Linked DNA regions of Sus scrofa: region 1 is linked to region 2. The links are chromatin contacts, called in public Hi-C maps. All regions are on one chromosome and are shown on one strand. Each heading gives the region's core, a stretch centred on a gene start, on an enhancer-like site or on the middle of the called end of the contact. The rest is flanking DNA. Distances are from core to core; before and after follow the strand shown. Region 1 holds the start of WDR59 (WD repeat-containing protein 59). Region 2 holds the start of ZFP1 (zinc finger protein 1 homolog).

Region 1 (3,148 bases), core at 87-2,586, 130 kb after region 2:
CACTCTTGAAAATTATTAATGATCCCCCCAAACTTTTATGTCTAGTTCATCAGATATTAACACTAATAATTAAAAAATTTTGGCATTCCTGTGGTGGCGCAGCAGAAACGAATCCTACTGGGAACCATGAGGTTGCAGGTTCGATCCTAGCCTCCCTCAGTGGGTTAAGGATCTGGTGTTGCCGTGAGCTGTGGTGTAGGTTGCAGACGTGGCTCGGATGTGGTGTGGCTGTGGCTGTGGCGTAGCTAACAGGTCCAATTAGACCCCTAGCCTGGGAACCTCCATATGCTGTGGGTGTGGCCCTAAAAGGACAAAAGACAAAAAAAAAATTAATTTACACGTCAATGAGCGTTAACATTAACAATACATTTTGTAAATGAAAAGTAACTTTATTTTCCAAAACAAAACAGCTTTAGTGGGAACAGTGGCAACTTTCTTTAATGATTGGCTTAAGAGAAAAATCCTAGATTTTCACACCTGCTTCTACATTCAATCTGTTACAAATGTGTATTAAGGAGTTCCCGTCGTGGCGCAGTGGTTAACGAATCTGACTAGGAACCACGAGGTTGAGGGTTCAATCCCTGGCCTTGCTCAGTGGGTTAAAGATCCGGCGTTGCCGTGAGCTGTGGTGTAGGTTGCAGACGCGGCTCGGATCCCGCGTTGCTGTGGCTCTGGCGTAGGCCGGCGTCTACAGCTCCAATTCGACCCCTAGCCTGGTAACCTCCATATGCCGCGGGAGCGGCCCAAGAAATAGCAAAAAGACCAAAAAAAAAAAAAAAAAAAAAAAAAAAGTAGTAACTAACCTGTGAAAAACACTGTGCATTTGTGAAGGAAAAAGAAAAAAGCAAATAACTTCTTAGTATAACAGTGACATTTTTTGCCTTCGTAGACCCCCCTCCCCCAGGTCCCTAGACATTTTAGCTGGCGCTGCTGTACTGTATAAAACTGTATTGAATCGCGCATTTACCCTTTTCAATGCCTTTGCGCCAGGCTTCGAGGTAAGAGATAATCATTGGTTTGCACTAATGCTCAGCTTTGGTTTTTATGCAGTCTGGGCCTTGCCATTGACACCGTCGAGGAGACGGATTGGAAAAACACGCACCTCCCCTCGGCCAAACTCTAACCTGCAAGCTCTTCCCCGGTTGTCCATACTTTGGACTACAACTCCCGGCAGAGCTCGCGGCAGGGGGGGGGGCGGTATCCGCAGCCGCGAGGGGCGAAAGTGACCCACGCCGTGACGGAGTGAAGGGGGTCGTACCTTTTTCGGGGGGCAGGCGCCGTGCCACAATTGGAGGATCCGGGAAGAGGGGGTGGAGCCAGTGTTTGGGTCAGCCAATAGTTTGCGGTCAGGCAGAAGCGAGGACGGGGCGTGGCAGCACTGACTCGCGGGCTGCGTGGGGCTCGCCGAGCCCAGGAACGCGGGTGTCTGAGGTAGGGACGCGTAGTTCTCGTGTCCCGACGGCTGGGCGCGGAAAATGGCGGCGAGATGGAGCAGCGAGAACGTGGTGGTGGAATTCCGCGACTCCCAGGTGAGCTGGGGACCAAATGGAGCCTTCTGAGCATGCGCCCTTCCCAGTTCCCCTCCCCCACGCTGCCGGGTCTGTCTCAGGGCGGCTGGCGACCCCCAGCCCGGGCTGGGGAGATGGTCAAGGGGGTGACCTGGAGGTGTCAGAGCTGAGTGGATGAGGGTTACCTTGAAGACCGTTGGGGGTGGTTGGGGCTGCCATGGGCGAGGTTTCGGGGTTTCCCTCGTGGATACAGGAGTGGGGTCGGCCTGAGGATATCCAAGTGCAGATATTGCGCTCTAGTGAGCGCTGAGGGAAGGCTTCCCACCACCGGAGTGGAGAGCGAGGGGGTGTTTGCTCCCCCTGCACCTAGTGACTTTGGGCAAGTTGCAGAACTTCTCTGAGCCTTAGGTAGATGTATTGAACCCTGCCTCACAGAACTTTGATGGAATGGAGTTAATAAAAAACTGCACGCGAGGTGCCCGTTTCAGCGCTTAAACCTTTAAGTGGTCTCTGATGCTAGGGTAGTGGAAGATACCGCGCAGTGAAGAGGCGTATGCATTTCGTGTGTTGCTCGGTTCGAATCCCAGCTCATATCTTAGCCTGTCATCACCCTTTGTGCATCTTTTCTCACCTGTAAGAGGTGCCAATTGTGTCTCTCTTAAAGGATTGATGTGAGAATTTTTATGAGGTCATACACTTAAAATGTGTGGCACAGTGCTGGACACATGGTGAGCCTAAAGGAAACTTAGTACTTTTTTTTTTTTTTTTTGTCTTTTTGCCATTTCTTGGGCTGCTCCCGCGGCATATGGAGGTTCCCAGGCTAGGGGTCCAATCGGAGCTGTAGCCGCCGGCCTACGCCAGAGCCACAGCAACGCGGGATCCGAGCCGCGACTGCAACCTACACCACAGCTCATGGCAACGCCGGATCGTTAACCCACTGAGCAAGGCCAGGGATTGAACCCGCAACCTTGTGGTTCCTAGTCAGATTCGTTAACCACTGAGCCACGACGTGAACTCCAAGAATTTTTTTTTTTGAAGTTCCCGTCATGGCTCAGCGGTTAATGAACCCGACTCGCATCCAAGAGGATGCAAGTTCGACCCCTGGCCTCGCTCAATGCGTTAAGGATCCGGTGTTTCGGTGAGCTGAGCTGTGGTGTAGGTCACAGACACAGCTCTGATCCCCTGTTGCTGTGGCTGTGGTGTAGGCCGGTGTCTACAGCTCCGATCCGACCCCTAGCTTGGGAACCTCCATATGCCGCAGGTGTGGCCTTAAAAAGACAGAAAGACAATAATAATAATAATAATTTTTTAAACCGTTTTTGTATTCTGTGCTTTCCATATGCCCAGCCTTGTGCTAAATGGTATATATACATTTCCTTTTTCTTTTTTCATTTTTTTTCTTTTTTCCTTTTTAGGGCTGCACCCACAGCATATGGAACTTCCCCAGGCTAGGGGTCAAATCCAAGCTACAGCTGCCGGCCTGTACCACAGAATCCAGATCTGGGCCTCATCTGTGATGTACAGCTCACTGCAATGCCAGATCCTTAATCCACTGAGCGGGACCAGGGATCGAACCTGCATCCTCATGGATACCAGTCGGGTTCGTTACCTTTGAGCCACAATGGGAACTCCCTACATTT
Region 2 (3,104 bases), core at 578-3,077:
CACACGTCTTCAAATTTGCTGTGGGAGGAAATCTGAGCTTGAAATAGTTTCAAAAGTAGCAGCCACATCTCTCCGCACAATTCTGGGATATGCCCAGTGGGAGAGTGGAGACAAAGGGATGCAATAGTCTTTTCCTTCACTTATCTGGTGAACCGTTGCTCATCCTTAAAGTGCTCCTCTTCCAGGAAGTCCTCCTGGCTTGCCTCACTGCCCTGCCCCAAACCATCCCCCAAGAGCTTCCCTGTGCTTCCCTCCTCATACCCTCCATCTAACTGTGACAGTGGATCTGGGACTTGCAAGGTGAGAAAGGGCAAGGGTGTGTGCCAAACCCCAGCCTGGATGGAGGGTAAGTACACAGTCTTAAGCCAGCAAGTGGCCTCTGTTGTTTCCCTTTATGCTTAGTAAGCTCCGCCTCTCCTTTAAGGAGTGGACTCCGAGGTCTGGCGGGGCCACCTTAAAACGGCGCCACCTTAAGCAGCCCTGCCCCCAGCAGAATTACTAGGCTGGGGTGGCTGCTGGCTTCTGCCCAGCTATGGCCTGCCTGCTCCGGGCTGCAACCTGGCGGCTGTTCCCCTGGAGGGGCTACTGCTCCAGGGGGACACAGGTAGGTGGGGGGGGGGCTTGGAGGCTGGGGACCCTATGCCAAGTTTCCGCCAGGCTCTGTGCTGCTCCAGCAACCCGGAGACTTTGGGCAAAGAATCACCCACCTGGCTCACATCCCTTCCACCCAACCCCCACCCCGGGTCAAATGTGGGTACTGAGTAAAGTAGGCCCAGGCCCCCACAGCTGCCATGAGTGGGGCTGGGGGGTTTCAGCTGGAAGGTCTGTGGACTCCACAGGGACGCTTTGGGGCTTAAAACAGCGCTTGGGCAGCAAGGAGCTGCGTTCTAGGCCAGGCCCTGTCTCTGACTTGCTGGCCTCGTTTCCCCATCTGTAAAATGGGACGAAATCCACGGAAGGGCTCTGAGAGCCCCATGAGCCCCTGGCCGAGGCAGCATGGAGGTGTGGGTGCCTCTGTTCACGGGCCATTGAAGCGCCACTCTGACGCCTCCCCCTGGCCGGATGGCCTCTGGCGTCTTTGAGAGACCCTGCCAGGGTGTTTGTCCCCTGCAGGGCGAACTCAGCAAAGGCTTTGTGGAGGCTCTGAAGGCAGTCGTGGGAAGCCCGCACGTGTCTACCGCCGCTGCGGTCCGAGAGCAGCACGGGCGCGATGAGTCCTTTCACAGGTGGGAGGCCCGCCCCCATCAGAGCCCCTGGCTGAGAGCCAGGGTCCTGGGTTGTCTTCTGCGCCCACCCCCACCCCGCCCATCCGTTTCTGGGTGCTCTGGCCTTCTCCACCCCTCCTCTTCACCTCCAGAAGGGTGCGCTCTGCCCCTGGCCCACTGTGCAGCCTCAGGCCCTGCAATACCTCTGGCTGCTTCAAATTTGAGCAGGACCAGAGGGCACCACACGCCCCTAAGTGGCTGAGGGTCTGGTTGCAGGTGCCAACCTCCTGACGCTGTGGTGTGGCCCCAGAATGTGGAGCAGGTCAGCCAGCTGGCAGCCCTGTGCTATGACCAAGGCGTGCCCATCATCCCGTTTGGCACAGGCACCGGGCTTGAGGGTGGAGTCTGTGCGGTGCAGGTATGTATGGTGGCCTCCTCCCCTGGCCAGATCCTAGTCCCATCACACTTGCCACCCTGCCCTCTGCCTCCTCCACCACCCACGGCTAGCCAGCTCCAGCCTCCTTACCTGCCGTCTTGGGGCTCTGGTCTGGCTGCTGAGAGGTCGGCCACGAGCTGGGGTTCTCGGGTCTGTGTCCTGGGGAAAGACCTTGGTTAGCAAACGCTGGCACCCTTCCGGCCAGGGCGGTGTCTGCGTCAACCTGACCCACATGGACCGAATCCTGCAGCTGAATCTAGAAGACTTTTCCGTGTTGGTGGAACCCGGCGTCACCCGCAAAGCTCTCAACACCCACCTGCGGGACAGTGGTCTCTGGTTCCCCGTGGGTAGGCTGGGGCTCGAGGCCGTTCCTGGGCTGGGAGGGCTCCCTGGTGGCACGGGTGTTTCTGGGGCTTAGGGGGACCCCTCTGCCCATGGGCGCCTGCCCCAGGCTGCCTTCTGCCTGACCTCTGCCCCGCAGATCCGGGTGCAGACGCCTCTCTTTGCGGCATGGTGGCCACCGGGGCCTCGGGCACCAACGCTGTGCGCTATGGCACCATGCGCGACAACGTGCTGAACTTGGAGGTGGTGCTGCCTGGTGGGCGGCTGCTCCACACCGCGGGGCCCGGCCGGCACTTCCGGTGAGCGCCCTCTACCGGCAGCCACCGGGGCCTCTTGGAGAAGCGGGTTGTGAAAATGTCCGTGGGCCGAAAGTGAGGGTCCCAGGGTTTGCTCCCCCTGCTTGAGGCCGATTCGGGCTGTGCCAGGGAAAGGCTGCCTTGGTGGCAGTCTGCACCCGAGGGGGCCAGCGCAGACCTTGGGCGCAGCTCCCCACCTGGCTTCTGGCCAAAAATCCATAGTCTCGTGGCCTGGGCGCTCACCCTCATGTCCTCGGGCCTAGGAAGAGCGCAGCGGGCTACAACCTCACCGGGCTCTTTGTGGGCTCCGAGGGGACCCTGGGACTCATCACAGCCGCCACCCTGCGCCTGCACCCTGTCCCTGAGGCCACGGTGGCCGCCACCTGTGCCTTCCCCAGCATCCAAGCGGCAGTGGACAGCACTGTACACATCCTCCAGGCTGCAGTGCCTGTGGCCCGCATTGGTGAGCCAGGGACTGGGCAGTCCCCGTGGGCGCCCTGGAGGAGGTCTGGAAGGCTAGTCCTCACCTCATCGGACTTCTTGGTCCCAGAGTTCCTGGATGACGCCATGATTGACGCATGCAACAGGCACAGCAAGCTGAACTGCTGCGTGGCGCCCACACTCTTCCTCGAGTTCCATGGCTCGGAGCAGGCGCTGGCAGAGCAGGTGCAGCGCACAGGTGCACTGGGGTGCTGCGGGAGGGGGGCACGGGCTGCCCCGGAGCGGGGCCAGTGTCAACCCTCGACCTTCCACAGAAGAGATCACCCGGCACAATGGAGGATCCCACTTCTCCTGGGCCAAGGAGGCCGAGGAGCGCAGCCGGCT

Evidence for each region. Hi-C and Micro-C count contacts between places; a contact is called where the count stands out from the background.
Region 1: a contact with region 2 is called in a Hi-C map of skeletal muscle, with 5 times the contacts expected there. The contact joins the promoter of WDR59 here to the promoter of ZFP1 in region 2. A contact is called at or near these places in 1 of 5 promoter capture datasets (liver), 20 of 47 Hi-C or Micro-C datasets (adipose tissue, blood, brain and 9 more) and 2 of 2 datasets of contacts at active chromatin or transcription factors (alveolar macrophages and skeletal muscle).

Annotation. Positions count from the first base shown.
Region 1 is chr6:12,680,830-12,683,977 of Sscrofa11.1, forward strand. WDR59 (WD repeat-containing protein 59) reads left to right here and starts at 1,337. Exons shown (of 28, transcript XM_021093785.1): 1 at 1,337-1,529. The coding sequence starts at 1,476.
Region 2 is chr6:12,547,649-12,550,752 of Sscrofa11.1, forward strand. ZFP1 (zinc finger protein 1 homolog) reads right to left here and starts at 1,828. Exons shown (of 5, transcript XM_013998178.2): 1 at 1,732-1,828. It overlaps LDHD (probable D-lactate dehydrogenase, mitochondrial), which reads left to right and starts at 450. Exons shown (of 11, transcript XM_021093784.1): 1 at 450-604; 2 at 1,114-1,226; 3 at 1,482-1,623; 4 at 1,847-1,988; 5 at 2,123-2,282; 6 at 2,543-2,742; 7 at 2,830-2,958; 8 at 3,035-3,104. The coding sequence starts at 533.